Linked DNA regions of Sus scrofa: region 2 is linked to region 1. Evidence: chromatin contacts called from public HiChIP or PLAC-seq data. All regions are on one chromosome and are shown on one strand. The core of a region is the stretch at or near the end of the contact, and the rest is flanking DNA. Distances in the headings are between cores, read along the strand shown. Region 1 overlaps C2H11orf80 (type 2 DNA topoisomerase 6 subunit B-like). Region 2 holds the start of CTSF (cathepsin F).

The links. HiChIP or PLAC-seq counts read pairs in DNA pulled down with a chosen protein or histone mark.
Region 2: a contact with region 1 is called in an H3K27ac HiChIP or PLAC-seq map of alveolar macrophages. The contact joins the promoter of CTSF here to the enhancer-like site in region 1. A contact is called at or near these places in 2 of 5 promoter capture datasets (fetal skeletal muscle and liver), 6 of 47 Hi-C or Micro-C datasets (brain, embryonic fibroblasts, fetal skeletal muscle and 1 more) and 2 of 2 datasets of contacts at active chromatin or transcription factors (alveolar macrophages and skeletal muscle).

What each region holds. Positions count from the first base shown.
Region 1 is chr2:5,606,964-5,613,051 of Sscrofa11.1, forward strand. C2H11orf80 (type 2 DNA topoisomerase 6 subunit B-like) reads right to left here. Exons shown (of 13, transcript XM_021082776.1): 11 at 3,894-3,992. Among named protein-coding and RNA genes, the nearest start is that of RCE1, 15 kb to the left of the region's middle. Within about 2 kb of position 4,503, at least 1 of the 83 cell types and tissues checked has an H3K27ac peak or open chromatin away from gene starts, as enhancers often do. A contact at or near this core is called in alveolar macrophages, where this site is marked.
Region 2 is chr2:5,851,445-5,856,700 of Sscrofa11.1, forward strand. It overlaps CTSF (cathepsin F), which reads left to right and starts at 3,639. Exons shown (of 13, transcript XR_002341429.1): 1 at 3,639-3,981; 2 at 4,222-4,320; 3 at 4,617-4,701; 4 at 4,792-4,853; 5 at 4,946-5,021.

The DNA.
Region 1 (6,088 bases), core at 3,253-5,752:
TTGCCATAACCTGTGGTGTAGGTCACAGACATGGTTCAGATCCCGAATTGCTGTGGTTCTGGTATAGGCCGGCGGTTACACCTCTGATTAGACCCCTAGCCTGGGAATCTCCTTATGCTGCGGGAGCAGCCTAGAAAAGGCAAAAAAAAAAAAAAAAAAAAGATACAGGAGTTTCTTTTGTGGCTCAGTGGAAATGAGCCCGACTAGTATCCATGAAGATGAGGGTTTGATCCCTGGCCTCACCCAGTGGCTTAAGGATCTGGCATTGCCGAAAACTGTGGTGTACGCTGCAGATCCTGCATTGCTGTGGCTGTGGCTGTGGCTGGCAGCTGTAGCTCCAATTTGAACCCTAGCCTGGGAACTTCCATATGCTGTGGGTGTGGCCCTAAAAAGCCAAAAAAAAAAAAAAAAAAAAGGTGCAAATTAACTTATATACAAAACAAAAATAGATCTACAGACATAGAAAACAAACTTATGGTTACCAGAAGGGATAGCTGGGAGTAGAAGAAGATAAATTAAGAGTTTGGGATTAACATAAACACACTACTGTATATGAAATAGATAACCAACAAGGACCTATTATATAGCACAGGGAACTACAATCAATATTTTGTAATACCCTATAAGGGAAAAGAATTTGGAAAATATGTATATATGTATAACTGAATTACTTTGCCATACACTTGAAACTAAAGCAACATTGTCAACTATATTTCAATTTAAAAAAACCTAACAAACAGGAAGTTTCCTTGTGGAGTAGCCAATTAAGGATCTAGCATTACCGCAGTTGCAGCTGTGGCACCAGTTGCAGCCGTGGCACAGTTTCAATCCCTGGCCTGAAAACTTCCACTGCCACAGGTGCAGCCAAAAACAAAAACTGGAATTCCTGTCGTGGCACAGTGGAAACAAATCTGACTAGGAACCATGAGGTCGCGGGTTAGATCCCTGGCCTCGCTCAGTGGGTTAAAGATCTGGCATTGCCATGAGCTGTGGTGTAGGTCGCAGATGCAGCTCGGATCCTGCATGGCTGTGGTGCAGGCCAGCAGCTGTAGCTCCATTTGGACCCCTAGCCTGGGAACCTCCATATGCCATGGGTGTGGCCCTAAAAAGCAAACAAACAAACAAAACCCACTAACAACAAAAATATTTCATCGAATTTAGAAATTTCTTAGCCATTATTTCTTCAAATATATTTTTTGCTTTTACTTCTTCAGATTCCCGAATTATACATGTATTAGGCTACTTGAGGTTGTCTCATGATTCACAGATGCTCAATGTTCTATTATTATTATTGTCTTTTTAGGGACACACTTGTGACATATGGAAGTTCCCAGACTAGGGGTCCAATTGGACCTGCAGCTGCCAGCCTATACCACAGGCACAGCAACATGGGATCCAAGCTGCATCTGCAACCAACCCACAGTGCACAGTAATGCTGGACCCTTAACCCACTGAGCAAGGTCAGGGATTGAACCCAGGTTCATTACTACTGAGCCACAACAGGAACTCCTATTATTATCATTATTATTATTATTTTTTTTTTTTTGGTCTTTTCTAGGGCCACACCTGCAGCATATGGAGGTTCCCAGGCTAGGGGTCTAATCAGAACTGTAGCTGATGGCCTACGCCAGAGCCACAGCAACACCAGATCCGAGCCTGTCATGTGCAACCTACACCAGAGCTCACGGCAATGCCGGATCCTTAACCCACTGAGCAAGGCGGGAGATCGAACCCACAAATTCATGGTTCCCAATCGGATTTGTTAACCACTGAGCAATGATGGGAACTCCCTATTATTATTTTTTTAATCTCTGTGTTTCATTTCAGATAGTTTCTGCTGCTGTGTGTTTTTTAAGTGTCTAATGTGCCATTAATACTATTCAGTGTAATCAGTATAATTTTCACCTCAGAGACATTAGTTTTCAACTTAAAATGTATTTGGGGTTCTTTTTAAAAAATACCTTCCACATCTTAGTATGTTCAATCTTTTTTCTAGTTCCCTAAACATATGGAAGACAATTATAACAACTTTTTTTGTTGTCAACTAATTTTATCTTCCATGTCGGTTCTGGATCAGTTTTGATTGGATCATTGATTGATCAACTGATTGAGTTTTCATTGTGGGTTGTATTTTCCTCTTCTTACCTTATTAGTTTTTTGTTAGAGTCAAGGCTCTACGAATATTACCTTAGTGGGTGCTGGATATTTTTGTATTCTTATAAATATTCTTGAATTTTTGTTCTGCGATGCCACTGAATTACTTGGAAACGACTTGATCCCTTCAGGTCCTGCTTCTGCTTTTGAGCTTTGTTAGGCCGAACCAGAGGAGTGTCTACTGTAGATGTAATTTTTCTCCATTCCTGAGGCAAGACTATTCTTAGTATTCTACCTAATACTCCATAAATTATGACTTTCCTCTCTGTTTGATGGGAATAGGTACTATTCCTGGCCCTGAGGAAGCTCTGCATTTTGTTCCCTCTAATCCTTCTGGGTGGTTCTTCACTGGGACAGTTTCTTCACCTGAATGAGCCGATCAGTATTCAGCTGAATACTGGAGAGAGGAACCTCTGGGTGCAGCTGTCTCGTCTCGTCTCCAGTACTCTGCCCTGAAAACCTACGCTGCTTTGGCATCCCTGGACTCCCAGCTTCATCTATTTAACTCAGAGAGCCCACTAGGCTCTGCCTAGATGCCTGTTCCCTACGCCCTAGCTTCCCTGCTTTTTCTAGGCAGTGTGTAAGACAATCGTAGGGCTCACTGTGTTTGTTTTCCATCTCAGGAATAGCTACCCCATTCATTGTCTGAGGCCCAAAGTCTTGAGAACCATTGTTTCATATGTTGTATTTTTTGTTGTTGTCCAGATTTTTGGTTATTTCGGGCAGGAGGGTCAATCTGGTCCCTGTTACTTTATCTTGGCCAGAAGTCACTGTATATAATTTTGCCCTTAATATCATTTATTTATTCATCTTTTACTTTAATATCAGAAAAGTCACTGAATATAATTTCACCCTTAATATTGTTTATTTATTCATCTTATACTTTAATTCCTGATTGTTACAAAGGGAGTTAGAGAAGTGGGCTTCAGCTGGAACACTACTACTACCTACACACAGAATCTGGAAATACATACAATTTCCCAGCTATGATTTCTCTTCACTCCTTAGAGAAGCCTGTAACTATCTGACCATCATCAGGGCAGAGACCCCAACTAATGCAACTCTCTATCTCCAGCATCCAAAAAGGTGAATGGGGAGTTCCCGCTGTGGTACAGTATAGTGGGTTAATGATCTGGCTTGTCTCTGTGGCCTTGACGGTTTGATCCCCAGCCCAGTGCAGTGGGGTAAGGATCTGGTGTTGCATAGCTGTGGCATAAGTCACAGCTGCAACCTGGATTCAACCCATGGCCCAGGAACTTCCATGTGTCATGAATATGGCCAAAAAACAGGGGGAAAAAGGTGAATAGATAAAAGTATGTTTTTCATTAGGCAAAGCTAAACATAAGAATTCCACCGTATTGTCATCATCACAAAAGTAGCTACGTGCTTAGCACTTTACATATATGATTGTATTCAAACCTCACAGTGATCATTTTAGGCATGTATCATGCCTGTTGTACTGACAAACTGAGACTTGGAAAGGTTAAATAGCTTCCACAAGAACGTCATGTAACCAGGTAGTGGCAGAAATGGAATTCAAGCAACATCGCTAACCATGCTCTTAGTTGCTATGTAATACTCAATTCTATAAAGTTTTTCTAAACCACAGGCTTCCATGCTGAAAGGCTAACCCGCGATTGCGCAGTCTAAAGCACCCGCACCTACCCACCTGTGTTCAGGGTTCCCACACTTCAACATGGAAGATTTCCATCAAAGTCTGGTTATTACTCTACGCTTACCTGCTTCACCTCACATGAGCAGTGGAGAAGAAACTGGTGCTGGGTGATCTCATGAAATGATTTATGCAGCTTGGTTGCAAATTCCTGTGTGTCAGATGCCTAAAATGGGCCAGAGATAGAATATGCTGAGTTCCAGTACTGCCAACCAAAGCTAAGTGCCCACAGGAAGTTTACATGGGGAGAGGCTGAGACAAAGAGAAAAGCAAACCACTGACATCCTTCGTGTTCCTCAGCTGTTACGGACACAGGAGAAGGAGGAAAAAGGTCTGGGTTATTTGACATGAGACAGGTAGTTGTGGCTCCTAAGCAAGATCTTTCAAACAAGGTCTTTGTTCTCCTCTCTTTAGGAGATAAATATCCCTGAGAGCCACCTGTTCAAGAAGAGGTTATATACACTGCTCTCCTCTAAAACAAGTTCCAAGAGAGGGGAGGTTCTACTTAATAACTGAGGCTGAAACAGGAACGTCTTCTAGGGAGAAAAAGAACAAAGTGACATAGTTTACACCCATCAAGAATGGGTCACAGCTTCCTCTCTTTAGTATAGAATTGTAGCATATTAGAGTCAAAGGGGACCACGTAATCACCTCCTACAATACACTAATTCTGTAGATGAAATTCAAAAAGGAGAAGTGACCCACCCAACTAGCACGTGTAGAAGTTAGGGCTGATTCTAGCATTGCCAGTATAGTGTTCTTCTCACTACCTCGTGCCATCCACATGATCCAGAAAGCTGAAGCTGTGAGAAGATGCACTAGATTATGAAGTTAATTGCTTTGACCAATTAACTCTGTTTATAGAAATTTATTCTGGGAAATAATTCAAAAGAAGCAAGATATCACATAAAGATATTAACTGAAGTACTATTTATACTGGCAGAAAGAATGTAAACAACTTAAACGTCTATCATTAGGGGAATGGTTTATTAAATTAGATTAAACCAACACAACAGGAATATTGGTTAAACACACAGCTGCAACCTGGTCCAGGGAATTTCCATATGCTGCAGGTGTGGCCAAAAAAAAAAAAAGATTGTTCAAACAGGGGGAAATATTAAATTACATGTGAATATAGAATATTTTGGTTATAATTATATAATGCAGATAATATACAAAGTCAAAAATTAAGTGATAAAATTTATTAGTTATTAATTTAAATTTTGTATATATTATACTACCTTTTCAAGAAAAAAAAGTATCAGAGCTCCTGCTGTGGCATAATGGAAATGAATCTGACTAGTATCCATGAGGATATGGGTTCGACCCCTGGCCTTGCTCAGTAGGTTAAAGATCCAGCATTGCTATAAGCTGTGGTGCAGGATGCAGACGCAGCATGGATCTGATGTTGCTGAAGCTGTGGCATAGACCGGTAGCTGCAGCTCTGATTTGACCCCAGCTTAGGGACTTCCATACACCACAGGTGCAGCCCTAAAAAGAAAAAAAAAAAGTACAAAAAAAAAGGAAGCAACCGATATGGAATGAATGCGTTACCCTACTGATAATACCAAATGGTCAGCACACATTGAAAGGAAGGAAGGAAAGAAACCAATATTTATTAAGAATCTACCATGTGTTATAAAGGTTCACATCCAGCCCTCTACTTCATAATAGCCCTGTGTGGGACTATTATTTTTTTCCAATTTGTAGATGAAATTCAGAGTTCAGGAGTTCCCGTCGTGGAGCAGTGGTTAACGAATCTGACTAGGAACCATGAGGTTGCAGTGCAGGTTCAATCCCTGGCCTTGCTCAGTGGGTTAAGGATCCTGCATTGCCGTGAGCTGTGGTGTGGGTTGCAGATGCGGCTCGGATCCTGCATTGCTGTGCTGTGCTGTAGGCCGGCGGCTACAGCTCCGCTTCGACCCCTAGCCTGGGAACCTCCATATGCTGCGGTAGTGGCCCAAGAAATGGCAAAAAAGACAAAAAAAAAAAAAAAAAAAAAAAAGAAGAAGAAAAGAAATTCAGAGTTCAGTAAAGGCCTAAGTCCACATAGCCAGCAAGTAAATGAGCCAAGGTTTGAACTCAGGCCTCTGTTCCCAAAACTTGTTACACTACTCCACACTGCTAAATACATGTAATCCTTACGGTTGCTCAGTTATTTCCAAAATGTTCTGTCACCATGAGGTAATAGAACCTTCTTCAATAAGAAGTTGGGAGGGGGGAGTTCCCTTCGTAGCTCAGTGGTTAAGGAACCTGACTAGG
Region 2 (5,256 bases), core at 2,389-4,888, 240 kb after region 1:
CTCGGATCCTGAGTTGCTGTGGTTGTGGTGTAGGCCAGCAGCTGCAGCTCTGATTTGACTCCTAGCCTGGGAACTTCCATATGCCTCGGGTGAGGCCCTAAAAAGAAAAAAAAAAACAAAACCAAAAACCGCAAGTGCTCCTAGGAGTCACCCACATATTTGAAGTTCAAGTTCATTACCTGGACCTACTAAAGCAGAAGCCAGGACCACATTGTCGTACTCCCCCACCCCTCACCCACATCCCCTGCCAGTGAGTAACTGATCTATTTAGTCTATTCCGTGTGCTTGGAGGAAGAAGGCTGTGTTTATCCTCTGGCTTTACATGGCAGACCTCCTGCACCCCAGGGGGTCCGCAGAGGCCAGTCTGAGAAGCAGAATCTTTTTCTGTATTAGAATTGGATTTGGGGAGTTCCCGTCGTGGCGCAGTGGTTAATGAATCCAACTAGGAACCATGAGGTTGCGGGTTCCATCCCTGGCCTTGCTCGGTGGGTTAACGATCCGGCGTTGCCGTGAGCTGTGGTGTAGGTTGCAGACATGGCTCGATCCCGAGTTGCTATGGCTCTGGTGTAGGCTGGTGGCTACAGCTCTGATGAGACCTTTAGCCTGGGAACCTCCATATGCCGCAAGAGTGGCCCAAGACATGGCAAAAAGACAAAAAAAATAGAACTGGATTCAAACCCCGCCTCCAGCATCACCATTTCTGCAACTTGGGCAAGTAACTGAATCTTTTGTTGCTTTAGTTTCCTCGTCTGCCTGATACTTGTTTCACAGGGATGTCGTGGGGTTTAATGGGCTAATACATGTATGTGCTAAGAATGTGAAGTGCATAGCATGTAGCTCGTGCTCATTAAATGTTAGCCATTCTTTTTATTTTTTATTTATTTATTTATTTTTGTCTTTTGTCTTTTTTTAGGACCTCACCCTCAGCACATGGAAGTTTCCAGGCTAGGGGTCAAATTGGAGCTGCAGCTGCCAGCCTACATCACAGCCACAACGCCAGATGTGAGCCGTGTCTGCAGCCTACACCACAGTTCACGGCAACGCCAAATCCTTAACCCACTGAGCGAGGCCAGGGATCGAACCTGAGCCCTCATGGATGCTAGTTGTGTTCTTAACTCCCTGAGCCACAACGGGACTCCAACCCACCACTCTTTAAAAAAATTTTTGGCACACCCACAGCCAGGGATTGAATTACCACAGCAGGGACCCAGCCACAGCAGTGACAACCTCAGATTCTAAACTGCTAGGCCATCAGGGGACTCCCTCAACCTACCACACTTAATGAGGCTGCTGAAGACCTACCATTGCCCAGTCCCAAGGTCACGTCTCTTTTTTAATCTTACTTGCCCTCTCTGTGGCATTGGACACAGCCAATGTATTTCCTCTTTCTTCCTTTTTTTTTTCTTTTTACGGCCATACCTGCAGAATATGAAAGTTACCAGGCCAGGGGTCAAATCAGCTGCAGCTGCATCTTATGCCACAACACCAGATCCTTGACCCACTGAGCAAGGCCAGGGATTGAACCCAAATCCTCACAGACAGTATTGGGTCCTTAATCTGCTGAGCCACAATGGAAACTCCAAAATTGGTTTGTTTGGGTTTTTTTTTTGGCTGTACCCATGGCATGTCGAAGTTCCCCGGGCCAGGGACTGAACCTGTGGCACAATAGTGACCAGAGCCACAGCAATGAAAACACCAGATCCCTAACCCACTGAGCCACAAGGGAACTCCACTTTCTCTTCCTTGAGATACTTTCCTTTTTTCTACTTTCTTTCTTCTCTCTCTCTCTCTTTTTTTTTTTTTTTTTTTTTTTTAGCTTTTTAGGGCCGCACTTGTGGCCCATGGAGGTTCCCAGGCTAGGGGTCTAGTCAGAGCTGTAGCTGCCAGCGTACACCACAGCCATAGCAACTCGGGATCTGAGACACATCTGCAAGCTGCACCACAGCCCATGGCAATGCTGGATCCTTAACCCAGTGAGTGAGGGCGGGGATCGAACCCGCAACATCACAGGTACTAGTCGGATTCATTTATACTGCTCCACCTTGGGAACTTCCTCTTCTACTTTCTTGACATCACCCTCTCTTAGTCGCTCAATGTCCATTTATTCCCAGTCTCCTCTGCTGCCTCCCTCTTTTCAGCTCAGCTTCTGAACTTTGGCATGCCCCTGCTTCACTATCCTCATGGGTAATTGTACAATTTTTCTCTTGAAGGTTGTTGTGAGAATTGCCCGAGATAACATATGTGTGACTTTTTTTTTTTTTTTTTTTCCCAGAGGCATATGGAGTTCCCAGGCCAGGAATCAGATCCGAGCCACAGTTTCAACCTAAGCCAAAACTGCAGCAACGCTGGATCCTTAACCCACTGTGCTGAGCCCAGGATAGAACCTGCGTCCCAGGGCTCCCAAGACACTGCTGATCCTGTTGCACCACAGCAGGAACTCCAACATGTGTGACTTAAAATATCCTTCCTTTTCCTCCATGAATTATAAGTATGTCTCTTGCCTCAGTCTGATGAGAAGATAAGTCACACTTTCTTCCAGACACTCATCAGGAGGCTCCAGTGTCCAGGGAACAGGCTTTGGGGAAGATGGTTTCCCACAAAGGTGAAATACGACAGACACCAATGTGGATCTCTGGAAATCTGGATCTAAGAAAAGTCCCAATGCCTCTCCCATAGCCGGTCACATCTTGGAGGAAAATTCCTTTCTCACCTGTCTCTCCACTACACTGGAAGCTTCCAATAGGCAGCACTATGCTTAGTGCATCTGCGCTTCCTCTTGTTGGGCCCTGGAACATAGTGGTGAATGCTTACAAAAGATCAGTCCCAGCCCCCTGCACTGTTTGCACATTTGCCTCTGATCCCCATAACAGCCTGAGGCACTGCCAGTCCAGAGAATATTAGGTGCCATTTTACTGATAAAAAGAGAGGAACCGGAGTTCCCGCCATGGCTCAGTGGTTAACGAACTTGACTAGCATCCATAAGGATGCAGGTTCGATCCCTGGCCTAGCTCAGTGGGTTAAGGATCCCCTGTAGCTGTGAGCTGTGGTGAGGTCGCAGACGAGGCTCAGATCCAGTGTTGCTGTGGCTCTGGCCTAGGCCGGCAGCTACAGCTCTGATTTGATCCCTAGTCTGGGAACCTCCATATGCCCTGGGTACGGCCCTAAAAAGACAAAAAAAGAGAGAGAAAAACGAAAGAGAGGATCAAGCTGTGAACTCAAGCTCTGAGGCCAACTCCCTGGGTTCAAGTCCGGCTCTTTCACGTAACAGATGTTTGGCAAAGCCATTTAAATTCTCTAAGCCTCCATTTCCTCACTGATTAGATGCGGGTAACACCTACTTCGCAGGATGGCTACCGTGATTAGAGAGGGATGGCATAAACCGTGTAACATATAATAAGCACGCAAGAAATGCCAGTTATTATTTCTATTCTCAGGCCAGCATCCTCTCCCCTCCCCAAACAGCAGATCCAAGACCTAAAAAGATTACTTCAAGGCTGCAACCCCGGGCCCCCTCCAGCCCCGGCTGCTGCTACGCCGCTTTAGGGTGCGATTGTAATTCCGCGCCTGCGCGGCCGGCGCGCCCCACGTGCCTCACGTAAACAACATAGTGCGCAGGCGCACCCCGCCGGCGCCCATTGGCCGGCGCCCCGCGGTCTCTGGAGCTGCGGGTGGGGGACGAGGGCCCTCCGGCTGCGGGCAGCTCCGCCCGGTCGGTTGGTCCGCGCGTTGCTTTGTGCGTGAGTCCGGGCCGCCGGTTTCGCCCTCGCCATGGCCCCCTGGCTGCAGCTGCTGTTGCTGCTGGGGCTGCTCCCGGACGCCGCTCCCGCCCCCAAGAAGCCCCGAGCGGCCGGCCCGCAGGCCAGGGAGCTGGCGTCCCCGGAGCTCCTGGCGCCCGCCCGCTTCGCCCTGGAGATGTACAACCGCGGCCGGGCTGCCGGGACGAGGGCCGCGTTGAGGGCCGTGCGCGGACGCGTCCGCCGGGTGAGGACCCACTCGGGGCGGGAGCTCTCCGGTCCGGAGCGAGCGGGGCCCTCGTCGGAGGGCTGGGAACTTGGGGCGAGGGCGTTGGACGCCAGACCTGGGGAGGGGGCTAAACTTGGGGCGGGGGCGTTGGATCTCTAGTGATTGGGAAGAGGAAGGGACATGGTGGATCTGTCGACCCAGTGAAAGCCGGACGAAGGAGGGAGTGGCTCTGGGTGCCTCATCCTTCCTTCCATCCAGGCGGGCCGGGGGTCGCTGTACTCCCTGAAGGCCACTCTGGTGGAGCCTCCCTGCAACGACCCTACCGTGTGCCAGCTCCCTATATCCAAGAAAACCCTGGTGAGTGATGGGGTTCCTGCGCTTTCCTGCCCCCGGACTGAGTCTGGCAGTCCTTTGGCTGATGGGTCAGGTTTCTAGAGGGAGCTTTTGAGGCCTCGGCTACTCCACCCTGAGTCCCTAACCAGGCCTGGACGGCTAGAGACCAAGATGCTGTGAAAGGGAGGGTGTCTGCCCGGCTCTCCACTCTGGGGGTGATTGCCTTGGAGCTGGTCTTCATCTGAGACCCCTCCAGCTCCTTCTTGCCGAGGCCTTGCTCCCAACCCAGTCCCCTGACTGGCTTCCTCATCTGCCTCCAGCTCTGCAGCTTCGAAGTCCTGGACGAGCTGGGAAAACACATGCTGCTGAGGCGGGACTGTGGCCCAGTGGATACCAAGGTTACAGGTGCTGGGACAGCCCAGGATGCTGGGAGAGCTCAGGTCACACCTCACCTAGGGTTCAGTCCTAACTCTTCTCTGTTGGAACCCTCTCCAGATGACACAAACGAGACTTTCAGTTCATTCCTCCCACTGTTGAACAAGGATCCCCTGCCCCAGGTGGGAAGCTGGCTGCTGCCTTATGTCCCCTCTCTTCCCCTCCCTGGTCAGTCTGAGAAGGACTCCTTGAAAAGACCCCTCTGCCTTTCCAGGACTTTTCTGTGAAGATGGCTTCGATCTTCAAGGAATTTGTCACCACCTATAATCGGACGTATGATACAAAGGAGGGTGAGGACCCAGCCTTGGCTGTAGCTGTCCCAGTCAGGTCAGGGCCTTCCCCCCAACTTGGCACCGTGGTGTTGGAGAGGGGAAGGGCACAAGAGATCCTTTCAAGGACGCCCTAAATTCCCGAGTTCTTGCTCAGCCTCCCAGGACCTGGCATCTGTCTCAGGTACCTGACCCCTTCTCCCATCTGGTTTTCAGAAACCATAGGTCTCCATCTTTCTGGATAAAGTGGGGTGGG